3 separate regions of the Mus musculus genome follow, and regions 2 and 3 are each linked to region 1. The links are chromatin contacts, called in public HiChIP or PLAC-seq and Micro-C maps. All regions are on one chromosome and are shown on one strand. The core of a region is the stretch at or near the end of the contact, and the rest is flanking DNA. Distances in the headings are between cores, read along the strand shown.

Region 1 (4,744 bases), core at 1,227-3,726:
GCATCTACAGCTCCTAGGGAGAACTGAAGCTCTGGCAGGGGCCAGACAGAGTTCCTTTCTGCCGCCAGTGGATACAACCCACCTGCCAACTGGAATCCCTTTCCAAAGCTCCCGCCTACCTCCCACATGAGGTTGTTGTTTTTGCAGATATCCACATGCTCTGGGGCAATGACGCGGCCAGTGAAGGGGCCCATCTCCGTGCCTGCCTTGATCCACGTCTTGGAGAAGATGCCAAGGCCCTCGCCTGGGATGGAACTCTGAGCGATAATCACTTCCACCGGCAGCACCAGGCTAGATAGCTTCTGCACCTCTGCGAGGATTAGAGGAAGGCGGTCATATCTGCGCAGAGATGGCCCTGCCCTTCCCATCCCGGATGCGCTCTTGCCCTGCTTCTTGCCCTGCTTCGCGCCTGCGAGCACAAGCAGCCCCAACTCTCTCCAGTGGCAAATCTCTCCAATGGCGCTTTGTAGGCCTACTTGCAGAGGTTCAACCTCATTTTACAACCCAGGACCCTCGGTGCCCTCTAAACGCAAGCGGTGCATGATGGTTCTTTTATTTTTCTTGTGGGCGGAGAGTTACTGGGGATCGAACCTAAACCCTTGCGCATGAAACGCTCCGCCACCGCCGAGCTACATCACCAGCTTTTAGAGCTCATTTAAAAGTCTTTCCACAAATTCTCCAAACATCCACAACCTTCACCGGTCTTCCATCGCGGAAAAACTTAGGAACTACTGAAACCACTTTGTGTTTACAGACAGGGAAACTGAGGCCGGGTCTGGTGAAGAGGTATCGTCCAACCCGGGACACTAAGTCTTGTTCCTAGCTCTTCAGCCGGTGACTCTGAGTTCACTGCGTGTCTCCTGGACTCGATCAGCACTGGGGACAGATCCCTAGTTTGAAAGGTGGCACCCGCGCAAAAGAAACACTTGCTTCTACTCACTAAACTCTGAGGCAACACACACACACACACACACACACACACACACACACACACACACACACCCCTCCCCCGTGATCTTCCCTGGCACGCCAGTATACCTCTCTCCTCCCAAGTTCTAGAGTGCCAGAAAGGGCGGCACCCGGATCAGGCGAGCTCTGAAGTCGTTTTAATGGGCGAGGAAGAACCAGCGGTCCCTAACCCCGAGAGGATCCCCGGTGGGGCCTCTGCGGCAGGGGTGGGAGCGTTGAGGCACACAGGGGCGGCCTCCATGTCTTACAAGGTTCCCCTCTAAGCTACCTGGGAAAATACCCGGCGAGCCGGCCGGCTGAAAGGGGGGGTTAAACGGTGTCCATTGCGGAGCGGCCGGCAATTTGTCACGCTGTTAAAGTGATCGCATTCATTCGGTTCCATTCGAAAGAAATTGCTAATTCTAAATTCATTAGCCCTGGAAGAAAGCTGTAGCAGTAAATTGTATCTCAATGCGGAGGGGACTTGTTTAAAAGGGGCCGAGGAATTCCCCTTACAAAAAGGCAGGATTAGATGGTTGACATAGCGTGAATGGAAGTGGAATTAGTCTTCACGGTAAATTAAGAGAGGAACAGCGATCTTAAAGGGGAAGAGAGGGCGTCGCTCAGAGACGCCAGCGCTGGGGAAAGATATTGTTTGCGGGGTGACGAATGAGGAATAAGAACTTGAGACATCTTAAAGAAAAGAAACTTTCTTCGCTCTCTTTCTCTCCCTCGCTCTCTGCGGCTTTTTCTCTCCGGCCTGCCCGCCCTCCGCCCCTTCCCGGCCCCGGCTGTCTTTTAAAGTTTGTGGTTTAAGTGGGAACTTTCGCGGGTCAAGCCCAAGTTAACCAAATGAATTTAAAACCCCTTCTTTTTGAGTCAACTGCTATTACACGCCCAGTAAGGCTTTTAATGCCAGGAAACCGCCAGCTCCAGGCTGGAGGATGGGGTGGGGAGAGACGACACAGGAGAGCCCGGGCTGACCGAGGTAAGTCGCTCCGGTCGTTGGGATCTGGTCCCTGAGCCTCCTGCATTCCTACATGCCTCTTCTCTGCTTCCATGAGGCCGTTGCAACCCAGGTTGGACCCACGAAAAAACTGAGGTGCGCTGATTAGGGAGAGCGCATCCTGGCTGGGAGCGGCAGCCCCAGCCCCTGTGTTCCCCATCTGGACCCGTGCCGCTAACCTGAGAATTGGGGGTAGCCAGGAAGAGCGAAGGAGTGGAGCCCCGACGGCACACTCACCTCCTGAGAAGGACTGCGCCAGGACCTCGGCCGTGAAGGCCGTTTTTGGGCTGGCGTGGTGGCTCTTGTCTTCCAGCAGCTGTTCGCCTAGCACGTTGCGCCATCGGCCATATAAGAAACTGTGCAGGATGTCGGAGGTGATGACCTCTGCCAGCGCCAACCCCGGAGCCTTCAGCCCTGTTTTGAGCACCAGGGCCTCAGCTGGGAGCACAGAGCCCATCATGGGCGGCGGAGGGCTCGCCGCGGGCGCCGAAGGACGGCTAGGTGGACTCCGGAGAGGTGGGCAACGAAGAGGGGTCAAAGGAATGAAAGGAGAGGAGGGTGACACAACACGAGGGAGGAGGAGGAAGAGGAGCAGGAGGAGGGTGCACTGGGGAGTGCGTGGCAAGAGATGGCTGGGAAGACAGGGAGCCAAACCGGAGATTCACAAAATCTGCAGAGATGGCAGAGGCAGCACGGAGGGCTGGAAGTCCGCGGGTGGAGACAAGGGTGGATACCAGGAGGGGTGCGGGAAGGGTGGGCGGCGGGTGGCTGTAGAGAGACAACGACCAAGGACTCTCGGTTTCCCACTAGCCTTCTATACACCCAGCCAGGACCGTCCTCCCCTTAGCAAAATCTCAGCTCTTTTATAGGAGCTGCAGTGACCCTCCTAATTGGTTATTAATGACCCCCTGACGTCGAAGGACAGACTTGTACCCGGCCAGGCTCGAAGGAGCCTTCACCGACAGCGCGAGGGGCGGGGGCAGCGTGCGGACCGCTCAGAATAGTCTCCCTCTGCTCCTCCCTCCCCCCAGCCTTCCTCCTCCTCCCCCTCCTCCTCTTCTCCCCGTGGGAAGCTCCAGGCAGGGAGGGAGGCTCAACTCGCGGCCCGGAGCGAGGAAGGGGGGTGGGGGGGGACGGGTGTTGAAGTAGGGGATGCTGCGCAGCGAGGCTTGCCTTTACTCCCGGGACTAGACTGAGAAAGAGGGGGCGTATGGCTGCAAACCCCGCGGGTCCCCATGCTCACCCGGGCTAAGCAAGATCCTTGATCACTGTGGATCCCAAGCTAGGCCTTCACCTTCCTAGCTCTGCGGGCCACTCCCAGAGCTGCCGGTGCTTTGCCTATCTCCTTAACCAAGCCCAGTACTCTGTCCGATCCCCACCTCTCCTTCGTCCCACACCCTCTGCTCTTTAGAGGCTTCACTCCTTAAGCTGCGGTGGCAACCCGGACAGCTTGGGAGATGCAGATCTCTTGCGCTGGCAGCGCTACCCAAGCGGGCGCTTCGTCCTAAACGGGCTCCCCAAGAGCTCTGCTCGCTGCGCACAGCCAGTGTAAAACTTCCGTCACCAGCACAGAGGGCTGCTGAGGAGTCGCCGTCGGGGCTGGATCTCACCTACCATAGAAAGGTTACCAGCCCTAGGAGTACTAAGTTGGGGTGGGGAGTATTGAAAGGTCATCAGATACTCACATCTGTGGAATACCCTAGAGCAATGCAAGATGGGAATTGCAGACACCCAAAATGCCTCTGAAATTGCGGACGGCCCAGGGCAAAGCCATCTGCTGGGCCCTGCTTTGGAATCAGTCTACTGGGATTTCAACCTAGGAAGCCACCAGACGTTCCTCTTTCTTTTTGGTCTCTTAATGATGATTCTTTCTTTCCTGGCTCCTTTCTCTTCCTTCCTTCCCCCTTCCCGCTCTCCCCCTCCTCCAGTGGATTCTGTATAGTCTTTCCAAGGTACCTGGGAGCCAGCTCCACACCTCTTCAGAAACAGTTGCTAAGTCGGGAAGATCACGGCTTCCTGTGTGCACCGAAGTCTCCTGGATAGCCTTAAGACTGCCCCCACACCTTCAGCTCCAGAAACGTTGGAGCGGCTTTGGGCACACCTCACTCAACAGCCTAAGTCCTCAGAGCCCCCTCCCCTACTCCCGCTGCAATTTCAGGTGACGCAAAGGAAAGTTCCGCAGCCCTGGAGGCTGGTTTGTGTGAGTTCCCGTGTTAGGGCTCCACTGTACAGTGAAGACTCTTCAGGCCTTCGAAGCCCTGTGACTTGGGCGTGGATAGCGCTGGCAGCTCGGGACTGAGATTTGACCCACGAATCAGATTCTAATGCCGCTAGGAAAAGAACCCTTTCCATCACCAGCTCCTCAGAGCTAAGCTTGCCTCGCTCTTGGCAACCATGGGATCCCAGGTCTATATAAGCCCTAGTCGGAGCCAGTGGTCTGGCATCCTCAGCCCGGCAGGCGGGAGACTAAAGCGCCAAGCCGGCGATAGGAAGTCTTCCGAAGCAGAACCTCTGGAGCCCAGTGGAGAGTGGGTGTACCGGGCCGGGAGAGGGACCAACGGGCAGGGCGCCAGCAGAGGGCAGCGCTGCAGAGGAGCAAGGGCTGCCGGCGGGTAAGAGTTCCTTACAGATGCCGCCGGTGAGTTAAATCCTTTCGCGGAGAGGTCCAGTTTGGAGAGGAGTATGGAATCCAATGGCTCGGTGGCAAGAGAGCCTGACCGGCGCCTGGATCTAAGTGGAGAGGAGACTGAGCTGGGCAGAAGAATGCCAGGACTGGGGCACTCAGCCTCC
Region 2 (4,785 bases), core at 643-3,142, 310 kb after region 1:
TTTGTCTTTTCCATTGTTCTGCAAGGCAAGATCAAAGATTAGTCACTGCTCAGCCTTCCTCTCTTGTCTTCCTTTCTCTTTGAATGTTTTAGATCATTGGCTTTTAAAAACCATATTCTCTTTTGGCCTACACATATCTACACATATATGTGTGTATGGTGTGTGTGCATGTATGAGCATGTTTGTGTGTGTGTGTGTGTGTGTGTGTGTGTGTGTGTGTGTGTATTCACATGTATGTATGTATCCAGGCCAGAAGTTAACATCAGGTGGCTTCCTCAATCGCTCTCTACTGTATACATGGAGATAGAATTTCCCTGTTGAGCTCAGAGCTCTCTTACTCAGCCAATCCAGCCAGCTAGCTTGAGGATCCCATCTCTGTCTCCTGTGCACTGGGACTGAGGTGGACCACCATGCTTTCCCCCGACATTTACCTGGCTGCTTCGGATCTGGACTCCAGAACTCACACTTGAACAAGCACTTCTACCTACTGAGCCATCTCCTCACCTCAGTTCATTTAAAGACTTATTTTTATATATGTATATGTATGCCTCTGTGTGTGTGTGTGTGTGTGTGTGTGTGTGTGTGTGTGTGTGTGTGTGTGTATGCCTGTGTGTGCATACATATGTTTGCCACCTGTTTAAGTGCCTGCAGAAGCCTAATAGGACATCAGATCCCCTAAAGCTGGAATTACAGTTATGAGCCACCCCATGGTTTATTCGAACATGGTTAGGATAATCTTGGCAGTCCTGGGTTGGAGGGTGAGCTCCCTGAACCCAATGTCTAAGGCTCAGCCTCTCACCACCCAGATCCTGGGAAAGTCCGTCCTGTGAGAGGGAGGTGCCTCTGGGAGACCATGTCACCCCAAAGCAGCTACCTTCTTGTCTGACCTCCTCTGGTCCCATACATACGCATACATCTTGGTAGACAGGTCACTGCCTTTCCTGGTCCTCAATCCCAGAGCAATATCAGCTCCTATGACACTAGGAAGGGTCTGAGTGCTCAGGGATCACCCATCAACTGTTTGAGGACTCAGAGATGCTTGTTGTCTTCAGTGATGACTGCCCATGCCCTCACTGGTAGGCTAGCGCCTCTCACACCCAGCTCCCAGCAGAGCAGGACAGCAGGCTTGTCTCTGTGGGAGTTTACCCATAGGAGAGATTACTGGCTCTCTTCTTCTTCCTAGTTTCTCTTGTCTGGAACGGCTGGCTCTGAACAACAAGAAAAATCCCAGTGGCTCTGCTTGTGTGACTGTGTGAGCCCTTCCCGACACAGTGTGTCTGTCTCCAGCTGTGGCCGCAAGTGCTGGTTTGTGTTAGTTTGTTTTTTTCTGCTGCTGTCATAGAATACTCGACACTAGCTAATTTATCAAGAGGAAAGGTTTATTTCTGCTCACAGTCCTGGAGGCTAATGGGTCCAAGACTGTACTGCAGCATCTACTGGGGACTCTAGGAACATCATAGGGCAGAAGGGAATCGAGCACTCTGGGGCAAGGGGCTTGGGGGGCATCTCAGGAGAACTAACTCAGTCAGAGGTGAGGGGGATGACAAATGAACACCATCAACTGGTTCCTGAGGGTGCCATCTCATGACCTAAACCCCTTCCCTTGGCTCCAAATTACCACATGGGAGATCTAAAGTTTCCATAACTTAGCTTTGGGGTGGGATACAGGCCACAGCAATGGTGTTGACAGGCATAGGTCTATTGTTGTCAGAGGTGGGATTTTTTTTTTTTTTAGACAAAGTCTCATGTAGCCCAGGCCACCCTAGAACTCTTTATATAGCTAAGGATGACCTTGAACTCTTGAACTTGCAGTTTCCACTTCCTGAGTTGCTAGAATACAGGTGAGCACCATCTCACTCAGTCTTTGCAGTGCTGGGTGGAACCCCAGGCTTTGTGCGTGCTGGGAAAGCCACTGAGTCACACCCCTAGCACAATAAAGTCTACTATGGAGTCCAGGGATGTGGGAAGCCGCCCTCACATTCGCCGTTGCAAGATGGCGCTGACATCCTGTGTTCTAAGTGGTAAACAAATAATCTGCGCATGTGCCAAGGGTAGTTCTTCACTCCATGTGCTCTGCCTTCCCCGTGACGACAACTCGGCCGACGGGCTGCAGCCAATCAGGGAGTGACACTTCCTAGGCGGAGGATAATTCTCCTTTAAAAGGGACGGGGTTTCGCCATTCTCTCTCTTGCACTCTTGCTCCTGAAGATGTAAGCAATAAAGTTTTGCCGCAGAAGATTCTGGTTTGCTGCGTCTTTCCTGGCCGGTCGCGAACGCGTGTAAGACAGGGAGACAAAGCGACCTGACCAAGGAATTACGAGCAGGGATCAGTAGAGATGGAGCTGGAATTTAGGTCATTCTGACCCCAGCTCCAAGCTGTCAACCAAGCTGGAGGCTGCAGATGCTCTGTGCTCATTCCCTGGGCCTCATTGCTCCTGGAGGGGAGGGAGGTTCGTGACTGAAGAAGGACATTTGCCAAACAGCTGGGCAGATGTAGCGTGCAGCCCCTAAAAGCTGGGCATGCTGGCCGTGGGAACGATTAAGCCTGTGACCTTGACTCCCCTCAGCCACCCTCCTGCGTGTGAGTCCCAGAAGCCTGGCCCAGGCTCACCCCTCTACAGGGGGAGCATCTTCTCTGCATGGAAGTGAAGTCTCTGGGGTATGTGTAGGGCATGCAGTGTTAAACAGTCCAGGTGCTTCGCTGGCCCCTTGTCTGGCCCTGTTGGTCCCAGTGGGAATAGTCAGGCCTGGAGCTGGGCCTCAGACTTCATCTGTAACAATCTCTCATCCTCTGGGTAAGGACTCTTCCCAGATCTTTCCTTCCCCATGATCAAGTAGCACTTGAGTCCCATAGCCTCCCTCCCTCTCTCTCTCTCTCTGTCTGGAGAGAGAGAAAAATAAAAGCCAGGTGATCCACACTAGAGCTTAGGAGGTGGAGGCAAGTAGATCTCTGTGAGTTCGAGGCCAACCTGGTCTACATAGCAAATTCCAGGGCAACCATTTCTACATAGTAAGATTCTGCCACAAAAATTAATTAATTAAAATAATAATAAAGACTTGAATAACACAATAAAAATTAAAATCTTCTCAAAATTGACTGTGATTTTGCTCAGAATTTTGTTTTCTTTCCAGTTCAGTTGTAATTGTCATTTGAAGGAATTTGATGCTCCCCAAGACCTGCTCCTGCTTCTCCTGACATGCTGCCCTCAGCAGGCTCTAGATTTCCCGACAAGTTCCTCCAGTTCTTTTAAGACCGGTTCTAACTGCGTTCATTCTCACGTGTTATCATTTTGTTCAGGATATTTTTATCCGTCACATTTCATTTTGAAAAACCTGTATTTCTGAAATGTTGGGCAACAGTTTGTTTTTATACATTTATTACCTTCTGGATTTTTTTTTTAACTGAAGACGTGTGTGTGTGTATGTGTGCATGTGTGTGCATGCACAGGTGCTCATGTGTTTGCAGGTGTGGGTACATGTGTGTGTATGTAGGTGTGTCTCTGTGTGTGTGTGTGTGTGTGTGTGTGCATGTGTGTGCATGCACAGGTGCTCATGTGTTTGCAGGTGTGGGTACATGTGTGTGTGTGTAGGTATGTCTGTGTGTGTGTGTGTGTGTGTGTGTGTGTGTGTGTATGTGGGTATGTCTGTGTGTGTAGGCCAAAGGTTGATGTTGGATATCTTCCTTGGTCTCCATCTACCTTATTTTTAGGGACAAACTCCCCCCTTGAACCTGGAGCTGCTGATTGGGCTAGACTGGCTGGCCAAAGGAGCCCCAGCAATCCTCCTGTCTCCACCTCTCCCGTGCTGGGGTTCTGAGACACATGTGTACTGGGTGTCTGGACTCAGATCCTCTCTGTGCAGCCAGCACGTTACTACTGAGCCTGCTCCCTAGGCCTTCGAATTTTCTCTTTGAACACAGCTTTGATGGTGTCTCCCAGGGTAACGCCCAGTATGCACAGGCTCTGGCCCTTGTCACTCCTCTGCCGGGTGCAGAGTCATGAAAGGTGGTGGCCACAGCATCCAGTCTCATTTCTAGTTCTGTGTCATTTACAGTTTGATTCTTTTGGTGGCTACTGGTTGTCCCTTGATCAATTGTTTTTCAATTGTCATTTGATGCTGGGGAGTCAGACCCAGAGCTTTGCATGCACCAAACACACATTCAAGCATGGAGCGTTAGCCTGAGCCTGGCTCTTGACTTGAAGTATGTTTGTTTGGGGGTTTCTCTTTTTTCTTTTCTTTTTTTTTTTTATGGCTTTTTCGAGACAGGGTTTCTCTGTGTATCCCTGGCTGTCCTGGAACTCACTCTGTAGACCAGGCTGACCTTGAACTCAGAAATCTGCTTGCCTCTGCCTCCCAAGTGCTGGGACTAAAGGCGTGCGCCACCTCTGCCCAGCTGTTTGGGGGTTTCTGTTTTGGTTTGAAATCATTATGCAGAGGATGGTTTTTTATTTCTAACACCTCAAACCAAAAGGCACAACAAACTGAACCAGAAGAAAAACTCAAATGAGAAGCAAAACAAAAAACAAGCAAACAGGAAAACAAAACAAAACAAAACAAAAAACCCTTCCCATGATAGGGCTGAGGGTGCCACCCAGCAGCTAGAGCCCTGGCCTAACCTGCACAAAGCCTTAGAGTTTGGTTCTCAGAACCATGTTAAACTGGAGTGGTGACCTGGCTCTGTATTCCCAGCACTTGGGAGCTGGAGGAGGCAGGGGTCTGAGATTCCTCCACTATAAAGGGAGTTTGAGGCCAACCTGGGCTACACAAGACCCTGTCTTAAAACAA
Region 3 (4,959 bases), core at 725-3,224, 330 kb after region 1:
AGGAGCCAAGTGTTCTAGAGTCAAACAGTAACGGCATCACCTGGCAGGTGGCTTCAGGAAACCCTGTTGGTGCCCTGGGTCTCAGATAGTCCAATTAATGGGTGAACTCACCGTATCTAAGCTCCCACAATATGATAATACCTTTGCAACCCCAAGACCAAACCAAAACGTCGGGAGAGAGAGTTGGGGAGATAGAGGCTGACATACATCCCAGCAAAACCCCGCCTCCTCACACATCCAATCTGATTATCTTTTTGGGTCTCCCAGGAGTATTTTCCTAGAGGCCTGGTCCTGAGGAGCCCCGTAGAGGAGAGGAACAAAGCCTCAGGCAACATGGAGAGAAGATTGGAGGATGGGGAGTCAAGACCCTGGAAGATTCTGTGATTGACAAATGTGCACACCCCTGAGAGGCTTGACAGCCTACCATCGGCTCAGTGTGTCTCCTCAAACCGGCAGTGCTGTGTGGAATCTGCCTTTGCAGTGGGGGACTTTACAGCCAGCCTGGATAGACATGTGGGCAGATGGAAGCAAACAGCAAACTGTAGCTCTCAGGAGTAAGGCAGGCATAGAGAGGAGCTCAGATCCTTGCTTCTCTCCTACTTCAGTGTAATGCAGAAATGTTTTCATTTTTAAAAAAAGTTGAGAAAAGTAGTTAGGGTTGAGGCTGTGGGGGACATCTCTCCCCGGGGTGCAGGGGACTTTTGGTGGTGAGGCTTCGGGGAGCATATTCAACCCTGAGCTAACAGGGTGACTGCGGGGGGGGGGGGGGGAGCGGGGAATCAGCAGGTGTCAGGGAGCCATGCTTTGCTGGGAAATTTCACTCTGCTGAAGTAGGCAGGCAAAAGGGAACCGGCAACAGGCTGTTACTATCAGCCAGGGGTTCCACAAAGGGCTGCAGTTCCCCCTGAAAGCCATGTCCTGGCTTCTCACATGCAAGCTGGGAGAGGACTCTAAAACAAACAAACAAACAAACAAACAAACAAACAGCACCTAAAATCTTACAGGCAGTCGGCACAGAGCTTGCCTAGTGTGCATGGGCCCCAGGTTCAATCCCCAGCACCGGATAAAGGGGCTATGTTAGTGCAGGTCTGCGATCCCAGCGCTCTAGAAGCTGAGGCCGGAGGATCAGAAGTTCAGAGTCATTCTCCACTACACAGAACACTGGGAGACCAGCCTGAGCTACAGGAGATCTGCCTCACAAAGGGGAAGGAAAGGAGGAGAAAGGGGAGAGAGAGGGAAGGAGGAAGAAAGGGCAGGCAGGCAAAATAAAATCGAGAACCAAAAACCTCACAGGTTCCTGGCACCTACTGCCAACATCCCCACACATGTTCCCACTTCACAAATGGAGAGGGTGAGACTCAGAAGCTTTTGGTCGCCTGCTAGAAATTTGTAACCTCAGTGCCAACCTGGGGATGCAGGAGAGGGCGTGGCCAGGCAAGGGAAATGTGCCAGAAGATGCTAAGGTTCTGCTTATTGCTGTGCGCCAGGCAAGGCTGGACGAGCAGCAGGGGTGAGGGGTGGAGAGGACAGGACACCAAAGCATGACACCTCGAGGACTTGGGGGGAAGGAGGGAACCTCGAGAGCCGCGCGGTGGGGAGACCTTGAGAACGGCCGGCGAGGGGCTCTACCTGGGTCGTGGAAAGGCACCAGCGCATAGTTGGCGATGACCCGGCTGCGGCTGCTCAGGCTGCGCTCCAGAATGCGCGAGGCGCCGTCGATCACCTGCATCAGGTCATCCCACATGGAGCCGGTGACATCGAAGACGAAGGCTAGGGTGGCGTCTCCTGTGGCGGGGGACAGCGTCTTCGTGGGCGCGTCAGACGTGACCACCGCCGCCACTGCTGTAGAGATCGCCACGAGCAGCGGCAGGAGCTGCGCCCCAGGCGTCATGGTGAGCCGGAGGCTGCAGCCCTGATGGGACCCGCAGGTCGCAGTGAGAGATGGCAGTGCAGTCTCGCTCTAGCGGGTTCACCGGACAGGGGCGCGGCGGGGTTCCCCTGGTGGGAGCCCGAGGCGGTCCCTAATGCCCACCCCGCCTCTCGCACCCCTCCCCCGCGCCCCGCGGCGTGACTCAAACTTTCCCAGCCCCTCGGCTCTCTGGTCCAGCCCCGAGGTTAGAGGAGGACGCAAGGCAGAAGGCAGGAGGGAGGTGGGGCCACGGCCAAGGGCGAGGGATGAGGGTGCGGGAATCCGCGGACACCTGCAAGCCCTTCTGCGGGGGCGGAGAGGCCACAGGAGCAATCCAAGCCTGGCTCAGACAGGCTTTGCACTCACTGCTACCTCTATCAGTGGTTCTGAGCCTCCCCAATATTGTAATTATTCTTGTCAAAATCAACAAACCTAAGCCTGGCGTTCACTATGGCCTCGGCATCCCACAGATAAAGTCTGGAAACTTACGGTAATCCTTGGGGAAGATACTAAGACCAAACGTATTTGATGCAAGACTCGGCGATGAGCCCATTACTGAATGGTGTAGGCAGCATCTGAAGCCAAATATAGAAGGACCCCAAGTCCCTCAGGCTCTTCCGTCTCCCCTGAGTATTGTAAGACATCATTACAGGTCATATGGGGACTCCACAGGATTGGGCACACACTCCTCTGGTCACCTGTCCAAGCGGACTCATGGATTGCATATGAAGTGGCTGCGGCACCTGTTAGGGGCTGCCTGGGCTGGGTTCAACCATCCTTTGATGGTTCCTCTGCCAGCTGGGTGGGAGGTGCTGCCTCTGCCAGTGGGCCAAATGAGGATGTCCTCTGCACAATCAGGTTGGGGGTGCTCTCTCTCTGCCATTGGGCTGTTGGGGTACTCATCATTGGCTGGGCAGAATGCTCCATTCACCATTGGGCTGGCCAGAGGTGTTTCCCTCCATTCTGTTGCAGCCCTTCACTCTCCCAGGCGGTACACTCCCAGTGGTTTCTGTCCTTACAGACCAAGAGCCCCTTGGAGTGAAGAGTGTGCCTTAGCGTCCACCCCACCACAGGGTGGTGACTCATTAGATGTTGCTTGACTGGAGGGGGCAGCTTTGGCAAGCATGTTTGATTTCTTAGGGTCTTTTCTGTGTACAACACCCTGGGTGAAGTCAGAGAAACCCTGGACATAGCTGAGAGCTCTGGGCTATAGAGGCGACACTCTCTTGACCCTTCCTCTGTAAACACCTCAGCCAGGAGCAAAGCCACTCCACACTGTCTCTTCTCCTTTGGACCAGCCTCAGTTCCTCCATCTTTGAGGCTGCTGGGACCACTCTGTTCTGCATCCACAACCCTGTGTGTCCTCATCCTAGTTCTGACTAAACTGTATCACTGGGACTGTGCCTGGGTGTGTGACCTTCCACTGCAATTGAGCTCTGAGACAATGGAGACCCAGAGCCTGGAACACACGGGAGCCCAACAAAGACTCTGTTAACTGTAAGGGGAAGTGGGTACAGAGATGGGTTACTGAGTCCTGGCCATAGGCAGGGGCCAGGCTGGACATGTCCCAGAGACTCAAATCTACATGAGGCCAGAGACCAAGGGCAATATCTTCAAGAGCTGTCTGTCTCTTGGGATATGGCAGAAGCCATGACCCCAAGGCTTGAAAGTGGAATTTGCAGCCAAGTTCAATGGGAGGTTTAGTCTCCTACACTTGTAAAAACTCACTTTTTAAACCTCCCTGGGTGAAGGCTGTAATTGCCCGCAGAGCCTGGGCAGGGCTGGGCCAGCTGTTGGAGTGAGAAGAGAGGCCCAGCTGTAGAAAGACAGTAGCAATCAGCAGCAAAAATGGTGACATTGCGAACCCAGGACAGAAGTTTTTGTCATTCTGTCTACAAACATTTGCTGAGCTGTATGTCAGGTGCTCCAGGAGGTGCTGATGGGACAGGGGGATGGGAAGATAAAGGAGTGTGGTCCCTACCCGGAGGAGAGACATGTAAACAAATAATTCTAAGTTAGTGAGATAAGTGTTAACAGAAGAATGACCCAGCGCTCTGGGAGCTCAGAGGAAGAATCACTGAGCCTAAGAGGTCAGAGAAGGTCATGGAGCAAGTCTGAGAAGCCGGTGAGAAAGAGAGGAAGGTCACAGAAGAGCTGGGACAGCATTGGAACAGCATTCACAAAGGCAAGGGGAGCAAGAGGCTGCCAGTGGGTCACCCAACCGGACTGAAGGAGATGGTGGCAGAGGAGGGGACAAAGGTGAAAACCTGGAAGACTTCACCAACCCATCTGGAGTTTACCTAAAGGTCCTGGGAGCTATTGGAGAATGTTAATCAGGGAGGCAACCTGGTCTGGCTTACTAACATTCAGGCAGCTCATGGAGCTAAGTTCAGAAGACAGACCTTGTAGATTCTGGGGAGCCATAAATCTCTCCCAGAAGGTAGGGGCAGAGATAGACCCAAAGATGGCAAGGAACTTCTCTTTATGCTGATACAAGGGATGGAGGGAACCACAGACTTGAGTCTTAGTGGCTTTGTGGTAGGGGATGTAGCGCAGGCTGGCTTTGAACCCACAGATTCTCCTTCCTCATCCTCATAGGTCCCTGTGTTACAGGTATGTGTCACCCTCCCCAGGTTTAGATTTGAGTTCTGAAACTGCCTGATGAACTTCAGCGAAGCGCTCTCTTTAAGACAGAGATGGGCTGGAGAGATGGCTCAGTGGTTAAGAGCCCAGCTCCCCTTGAGGAGGAGGGCCTGGGTTTGATGCCCAGCACCCACATGGTTCACAATCATCCATGACTCCAATTCCAGGGAATCCAATGCTTTCTTTTAATCTTTATGATCTCCAAGCATGCACATAGTGCACACGTACATGCAAGCAAAGCACTCATACATGAAATATAATGAATAAATCTAAAGAGAAAATTCTAAGAAGATAAAAGAAGAAATAATGAGGTGCCTGCAGATGTTTCTTGTCACCCCGCCATTCTGCAAGGACCACCAGGGTCCCTCAGAGACACAGGAGGAAAAGAAAAGTTCAGAGCTAATCTC

Evidence for each region. Hi-C and Micro-C count contacts between places; a contact is called where the count stands out from the background. HiChIP or PLAC-seq counts read pairs in DNA pulled down with a chosen protein or histone mark.
Region 2: a contact with region 1 is called in an H3K27ac HiChIP or PLAC-seq map of embryonic stem cells, with 8 read pairs. The contact joins the enhancer-like site here to the promoter of Prdm12 in region 1. A contact is called at or near these places in 2 of 39 promoter capture datasets (the 3T3-L1 cell line and liver), 5 of 484 Hi-C or Micro-C datasets (cerebellum, embryonic fibroblasts, embryonic stem cells and 2 more) and 2 of 115 datasets of contacts at active chromatin or transcription factors (bone marrow-derived macrophages and embryonic stem cells).
Region 3: a Micro-C map of embryonic stem cells shows a contact between it and region 1, with 1.7 times the contacts expected there. The contact joins the promoter of Hmcn2 here to the promoter of Prdm12 in region 1. A contact is called at or near these places in 7 of 39 promoter capture datasets (the 3T3-L1 cell line, the HPC-7 cell line, embryonic stem cells and 3 more), 5 of 484 Hi-C or Micro-C datasets (the G1E-ER4 cell line, embryonic stem cells, pancreatic cancer cells and 1 more) and 1 of 9 other capture datasets (adipose tissue).

What each region holds. Positions count from the first base shown.
Region 1 is chr2:31,637,769-31,642,512 of GRCm38.p6, reverse strand. It overlaps Prdm12 (PR domain containing 12), which reads right to left and starts at 2,476. Exons shown (of 5, transcript NM_001123362.1): 1 at 2,192-2,476; 2 at 120-310. The coding sequence starts at 2,414.
Region 2 is chr2:31,327,563-31,332,347 of GRCm38.p6, reverse strand. The region is part of intron 1 of Hmcn2 (hemicentin 2); the gene reads right to left. Among named protein-coding and RNA genes, the nearest start is that of Hmcn2, 16 kb to the right of the region's middle. Within about 2 kb of position 1,892, at least 4 of the 459 cell types and tissues checked have an H3K27ac peak or open chromatin away from gene starts, as enhancers often do. A contact at or near this core is called in embryonic stem cells, where this site is marked.
Region 3 is chr2:31,311,347-31,316,305 of GRCm38.p6, reverse strand. Hmcn2 (hemicentin 2) reads right to left here and starts at 1,974. Exons shown (of 98, transcript NM_001370902.1): 1 at 1,630-1,974. The coding sequence starts at 1,891.